Linked DNA regions of Columba livia: region 1 is linked to region 2. Evidence: chromatin contacts called from public Hi-C data. All regions are on one chromosome and are shown on one strand. Each heading gives the region's core, a stretch centred on a gene start, on an enhancer-like site or on the middle of the called end of the contact. The rest is flanking DNA. Distances are from core to core; before and after follow the strand shown.

What was found. A called contact is a pair of places that touch in the nucleus more often than the background predicts.
Region 1: a contact with region 2 is called in a Hi-C map of crop, with 5 times the contacts expected there. The contact joins the promoter of CAMK1D here to the enhancer-like site in region 2. A contact is called at or near these places in 2 of 2 Hi-C or Micro-C datasets (crop and liver).

What each region holds. Positions count from the first base shown.
Region 1 is chr1:204,867,295-204,870,609 of bColLiv1.pat.W.v2, reverse strand. CAMK1D (calcium/calmodulin dependent protein kinase ID) reads left to right here and starts at 1,306. Exons shown (of 11, transcript XM_065049282.1): 1 at 1,306-2,043. The coding sequence starts at 1,952.
Region 2 is chr1:204,554,152-204,557,415 of bColLiv1.pat.W.v2, reverse strand. No RefSeq gene overlaps it. Among named protein-coding and RNA genes, the nearest start is that of OPTN, 13 kb to the right of the region's middle. Within about 2 kb of position 1,990, at least 1 of the 3 cell types and tissues checked has an H3K27ac peak away from gene starts, as active enhancers do.

The DNA of each region.
Region 1 (3,315 bases), core at 57-2,556, 310 kb before region 2:
AGGTATGCAGTGGCACGGAGAGTCTGCTTGGGGACTCCTGGTGACACTATCGTGGAGCAGGTCATAAGGATCATGGAATGAAAGAAATGCTGAGGAGAGCGAGAGGATGGAAATAAGTCAGCAGCAGAAGAAAGCTGTTCAAAGTGCACACCGTGACAGCACATAAGCACCCGTTGTAGAAAATCCCAAGCTGTTTGGGATGCCTGTGTGGCTCGACAGCCACCAAAGCACCAAATTAAAGGGATGCAGTAATAAATCGCAGGAGCTGGCACACACAAAGCCAGGTGGCTCTGTCCAGCAGAGGGTAGCATTGCCCAAACCCCCCAGCCTGTTCTCCAAGTTTACACCTTCCCGCACCTTTGAACTCCCACCTCCCCCACATCCTCTTTGAGCTGAGAGTCCCAGCTCAGCCCAGACCCAGGGAAAACCTCACAGGCTGGTACCTTGTACATTCTGCTCATTAATTAGGAGAAACCTCGAAAATCAGCTTTGAAAGTAGAATTTTGAGGAGTCTGTTAAAGGACACAATGCATGTTAAACAGTTATGTGCATACAATCACATCTATTTTTAAGTAAATGTTATTTAGCTGTTTGTATTAGGATTTGTTTTCAGGCATCTGATTTGACGGTCAGGTTTGGAGCTGCCTCTGAGGCACGGGAGTGCCTGTACCTCCTGGCAGCGAGGCACCTAACTTGGGTGCCCCAAAGGAATTGCACTTTCTTAGCGTCTTAAATGTTCTGAAACGGAAGCCCAGAGATATTAACTGTAAATGCATCTGGGTTAGTCTAGCCTGTAATTTTCTCTGGTGAATCTGTGCATCAGAGCTTAGCCGGTGCTTGATGCGACGGCACTAGAGGTCTCAGTGTCGCCGAGGAAAAAAAACCCAAACCTGCTTTTAGCAATAATTTCAGCGGGGCCAAGCGTGTGTGTGTGCGGTGCCGATGTTGGGGCGGCCACGGGGCTGCGAGGCGCCCATCGCCCTGCGTCTGGGCTTGGGGGTGCCCCTGGTGTGGGGGTGACCCTGGGGTGGGGGTGACCCTGGTGGGTGTGTGCCCCTCGCTTTGCCGGGGGAAGCGCTGGGTAGTGGTGGCCCTTGCGTAGGGTGAATTTTTGCATCGCAGGAGTGTGCGTGGGGCAGGAGGGCACCGCATCCCGCCCGACCAGGCAGCACAGCCGCTTGTAGTGTGTCTTTTTAATTTTCTGCTTTCCTTTTTTTTTTTTTTCTTCTTGGCTTTCCCTCCCCTCCCGTTTGACGTGCGCGGTTTTGGTGCAATGCGAATTATCTCCAGTCATTCAGTCAGGAGGGGCAGCGCCAGGCAGCAGAGCAGCGGCAGGGCTGCCTCCTCCTCCTCCTGCCTCTTCCTCCTCCTCTTCCTCCTCCTCCCATTGCCATAACAACCGCGCACAGCCGCTGCACCCGGTGCCGGCGGGGCCGCTCCGCACCGCGCCCGGGAGGCTGAGCATCCCACGGGGCCCCGCACGGGTGGGGTGGGAAGGGAAACTGTGACCTCCCTACAAAAAAACAAACCGAAACAAAACAAACAACAAAAAGGGACTTTTTTCGCAGGGTGGGTTTATTAGGGACCAAAGTGACCCCAAGCCAGGCGCGGAAGGAAGGAGGGACCGGACAGCCCCGCGAGTGACTCCGCGGAGGAGGGAGAGGAGAGAAAAGGAGGGGGGGGGTGTGTGTGGAGGGGTAGAGAAAGTTGGGAGGAAATAGCCCAGGAAAAGTGACACGCGAGGAGCGCGGAGGAAATAAAAGCGGCGGCGGGCAGGAAGTGTGAGGAGGAGGAAGGGGAGAAGAAGAAGGAGGAGGAGGAGGAGGAAGAAGCAGCAGCAGCAGCAGCAGCAGCAGCGGCAGCGGCAGCAGCAGCAGCTGCCGCGGCAGAAGAGAAAGCAAAAGCCGGACGCCGGGTCGGTGCCGCCCGGCATCCTTGGGGCTGCGCGGCCATGGCCCGGGAGAACGGGGACGGCGGCGGCTCTTGGAAGAAGCAAGCGGAGGACATCAAGAAGATCTTCGAGTTCAAGGAGACGCTGGGGACGTAGGTGGCGGGGAGCGGTGGAGGGAGAGGGGGGGACTGTCCCTTCTGCGAGGGGATGCGCGGGTGCGTGCGTGGGGGTGCGTGTATTTTCGCGTGTGCAGCCATGCGTGCCGCTCCGCGATCTGCTCGTCCATCCCGGCAAGAAGTCGGGGGGATCTGGAAACACGGAGGAAAATAGAACTGTGGGGAAGGCGCTGGGCTGACACCTCCCCCCACCCCAATACATATATTCCCCCCAAACCCTGTGCTTTATAAAATTCACACAGTGAGGAGGTGGGGAAACGGTTTTTCTTCATAGTGCAACTGTAAATAAACGCAGTCTGACTCGCACGCTTTCCCCTAAAGCCGACGGCTGTGTCTGTTCGTGGACAGACGAGCAGAAATAATTGGAGTGGATTGGATGTGTTTGAGCTACGCTGCTTAACTGTTGTTGCGGTTTATTTCTGTTATTTATAGTGGCGGGGCATAAAGATTAGTAAAACGTTCGAGTTTTGGGGTTTTATTTTTCTTCAGAAGGCTGAGAATAAACATGCGCAGATGGTGCAAGGGAGCGGGGTGGGGGATGATGCTTTTTTGGCTGAGCAAAGAGTTTTATTTTTGCTAAAACAAATTTTCACTTATTGGATATTGTAGGGTTGGAGAGTCGGGAGTGCTGAAAGAGGTCAGCATATGGGCTGCTGTATATATGTACAGTGTAATTGAATTTCAGTTGTATCGGAAGTGCTCTTCATTGCTGTGTCCCCCCTTCCCTTGCTTTAATTACAACTTTAAGCATGTCTCCAAACGAAGCATCGTTAATCTCAAGTAGCGCTTGTCATACTCCGCGTGCCACTTCCAAAATACGGTTGAACAAGTTTCGACTGTAATATTTCAGTTTCTTTCTGCTTCCAAGGGAGGGCTCTCTATAAACAGAGTATTTCTGGTTCACGGGCTCGCTGATTTCCTATGAAAAACTGGGTAAGAATGAGGCTGGTCATGCAATATGGAGGTGGGTCAGGCAGCTCTGTTGCGACGAGCTGGTAGCGTAGCCCTCGGAAAACCTCTGACTTAGCAAATGAAATTAATGTTTGCCCCGGTCTTTGAAGAAGCAAAGCGCAGCGTAAGAACTCAGCGTTACAGTGTGTTCTCATTGCCCTCACTGAGTCTTTGTGGTCAGAATAGTGTGCAGGGGGAGACGTGTCTCTGCTTGTCACCTCAGGGGTGCAGTTCCCTCCCTGAGCGAAAGGGTGTTGGGGAGAAAAGTCTTAATGCAAAGAGACTCGTTAGGGCTGC
Region 2 (3,264 bases), core at 741-3,240:
TGTCCTGAGTTGGAAGGGACCCACAAGGATCATCAAATCCAACTCCTGTCCCTGCATATGACAACCCCACAGTTCACACCATGTGTCTGAGGGAGTCATCCAGTTGCTTCTTGAATATTTTCAGGCTTGAGGCCATGACCACCTCCCTGGGGACCCTGTTCCAGGGCTCCAGCACCCTTTAGGTGAAGAACCTTTTCCTCATGTCCAACCTGAACCTCCCCTGGCACATCTTCCTGTCATTCCCTGTCACTGGTCGCCAGAGAGAATTGCTCAGCACCTGCCCCTCCTCCTCCCCTTGTGAGGAAAGAACGATTCACTCCCCAAGGCAGGTTTGCACTTCAGTGCTGCTTGTAGCCAAATTAATAATAAGGTTTGGCCAAGTTCTGCATAGGTTGGAACCTGACTTTTGGCTCAGCTTCTGCCTGAGAAAGAGCAAGATTTTGGCATTCCTTTCAGCAGCTTTGCTTCTGGGGCTGTTGCTCCCATTCCAGCAAACAAGCCATGGGTGGCTCTCCTCCAGAGTGAGCATACCTGTGGGTCTTGTGAGTTGTGGCAGGAGGGTGACATGGGGTTGGATTTAAGTAGGTGAAGAGTCAGAATTTGTGAGAGTTTTGCAGCCTATGCAATTAATTCTTAACGACAGAGGTAGCATGAATGTCACCACTGCAGCACATGGCTGTGCCTGGGGACATGCAGAAGTTCAAGGTAATGCACAACTCTGCCCCTTGAGGGGTGGATCATACTGAACCATACCAAGATTGTGCTGGATTGTGCTTGGAGCTTCTCCTTTCAATAATCCAACTGCCCTCACTGAAATGAATGGGAGGGTGAAACTGGTGTTTTGAATGTGATTTGGGTTGGGTGTTGAAACCCAACATTATTTGAGATCACCTCTCTTACATTCTCCCTTTGACATCCAAAAAAGTTACTATGGACAAGTGCTATCATGTAGATGTGATGAACATATGATATGATTAACACTCCACAGTTCAGATGAGAGTTCAGGTCTCTCTTCAGCAGAAGATCTTTTTCTACCCAATATCCAGAAGTGCTGGAAGAGAACTTCCCCAGAGGAGCCCTTGGTTCTTCAAATCACTTGGTTTATCTGTCCTTAAAAGCATTTGAAAAAGTGATGAGTCCTGTATGAATTAGAAATTGCAGAAGGTTTTCTGAAAGGCAATAGAAATACACTGAAAGACAGTAAAACTAAGCTGGCCCAGCAGATAGAGACTTGGACTTGGGACACTGGAGTCTAATTCCCTTTTCTGTCACTGGCTTCCTGGTGAGTCACCGAAAGCCAAATACTTAAAAATATGAGTGTTAGTCCCATTTGTAAAGTAAGGATAACACCATTTTCATCGATCACAGTGGTGCGGTGAGGCAGAGATCCTGGAGTATCACGATGCTACAGCAGTGGGGATTACACTAATAAAGCTCACGTTGTAGGAGAGACTGCTAACAAAGAATTTATAACTAGCAAATCAAGGAAAAGAAATACAGCAGTGAAATGTTCAGAATTGCTAACTGTGTGTTTAAAGGTTTGGGAAAATGCCTAGAGCTGCGAGTAGGTGCCAGAGAAATCAATTACGATAATAAAACTTCTGGGAAGAGGTGGAAATGCTGGACTGATCAAATCATGTGTAATTATGAGGAATATTTTCTGTCTTCTTGGTAACACGGAGCTGCAAGGAATGTGTGTGTTGCCTCCAGAAATGTTAGGGGCCAGGATGTCATTCTTTCAGAAACAAAACAGACAAGAACTGAAAGGGAAAAAGGGGGGAAAAGAAAACAAGAAAAAGGAAGAGAGAGAAAATAGAGGCCAAACCAAACAAATGCCTCACAGGTCACGGTGCAGCAGTGAGAGCTTTGAAAAGCAGCCAGGGGAAATTCCCTGAGAAGCCTCCTTCTGCTCAGGTAGGAATTCCTCACCCCTTACCTTTGTTTGGATCAGCTGAATCATGTTATATGGCCTTATTTTCCCCTCCAGCTGTACACCTTTAGTCTGCACACATCCGAGTGGATTACCAGGGATAAACAAGCCTCTACTCTTCTGTTCTTTTCTCCTGCCCTCATGTTCATGGTTGGAGCTTCTTTTCCAACGCAGTGGCCTCTGACAGAGCCACATTGAAGGGCAGTGGGCAGAGCCCATGAGGCCATCAGTGCTTGCTGCAGCAGACAGCCACGCAATTGCTCCTTTACTGACGTATTTAAAGGCAACGATTGACAAACTGCTGCTCATTGCAAAAAAATAATCATAAAACCCCAGTCCCGACAGCAAGTCGGCAGCACAATTACCTAAACTCTGTAGGAACTCCAGGTCACTGGTGGCTGTTCAAGGCTGTGCTGTTTCAAGATAAATTAATTGCCTCCTGGCTTTCCCCTGGCTCTGCAAGGATTTTCCTGGGTTCATCCACACAGAAAGCCAATGGGGAAAGTTGGGGCTGAGAGAGGAGAAACAGATGGGCCCTGTCTAGCAAAGCTTCATTTTCGTTGGCTCTGAACATCATGATCTCCTCATGCTGCAGGCAATTGAAAAGAAACAATAAAAAAAAGATAATAAACCCACATTGCAAGGCATCAGAATGAAAGGCTTTAATCTTGCTCTGCTGTTTGGGAGAAAGGCTGGCAATGCCACCCTGCTAAAGGCAGCATTAGCTGAGCTTCTCACAGTCTCACCCTTACAGGCTTCATCCAAACTGCAAGTTGGGTCCACAACTGCAGCCTCTGTTGTCCCTTAAAAGTGTTGATAGACAGTAGCAGGATGCCCACAGATACCAGTACGGGTTTTCTTGACTCTTATCCCTCATAGAAATGGAATGTAATTCTTATTCCTTATAGAAACAGCATGTGATTCTCTGTGGAATAATTGCTTTGGTCTATCACATGGCTTGTCCTCAGCACAGCAACCAAAAGCCCTGATGTGGTGGGTGTTCAGCATCATCCCAGAGCACTGTCCTGGTGGGTGCTCCCATCCCTCAGCAATATTTAAACACCTTTAAATCAGGCTATCTGCCTCCTCACACTACTTAGGATTCAGAACACTTCCTGGATGCTCTGCAGAAGGATCCCTTGAGATCCCACAGAAGAAAGGAAATCTTTACATTGTATTTTGTGTCTGTTGGCTCCGCAGTGATGCTATCATGTATCTCCTGGATTGCTGACATCTTGGCATTAATTCTGATCAGATTTCTTCACCAGCTCTATCCTGGTGTCTCAGATATGATTTATGCCTTTACTGACAGGTCCATCAATAGACAGTCTGCC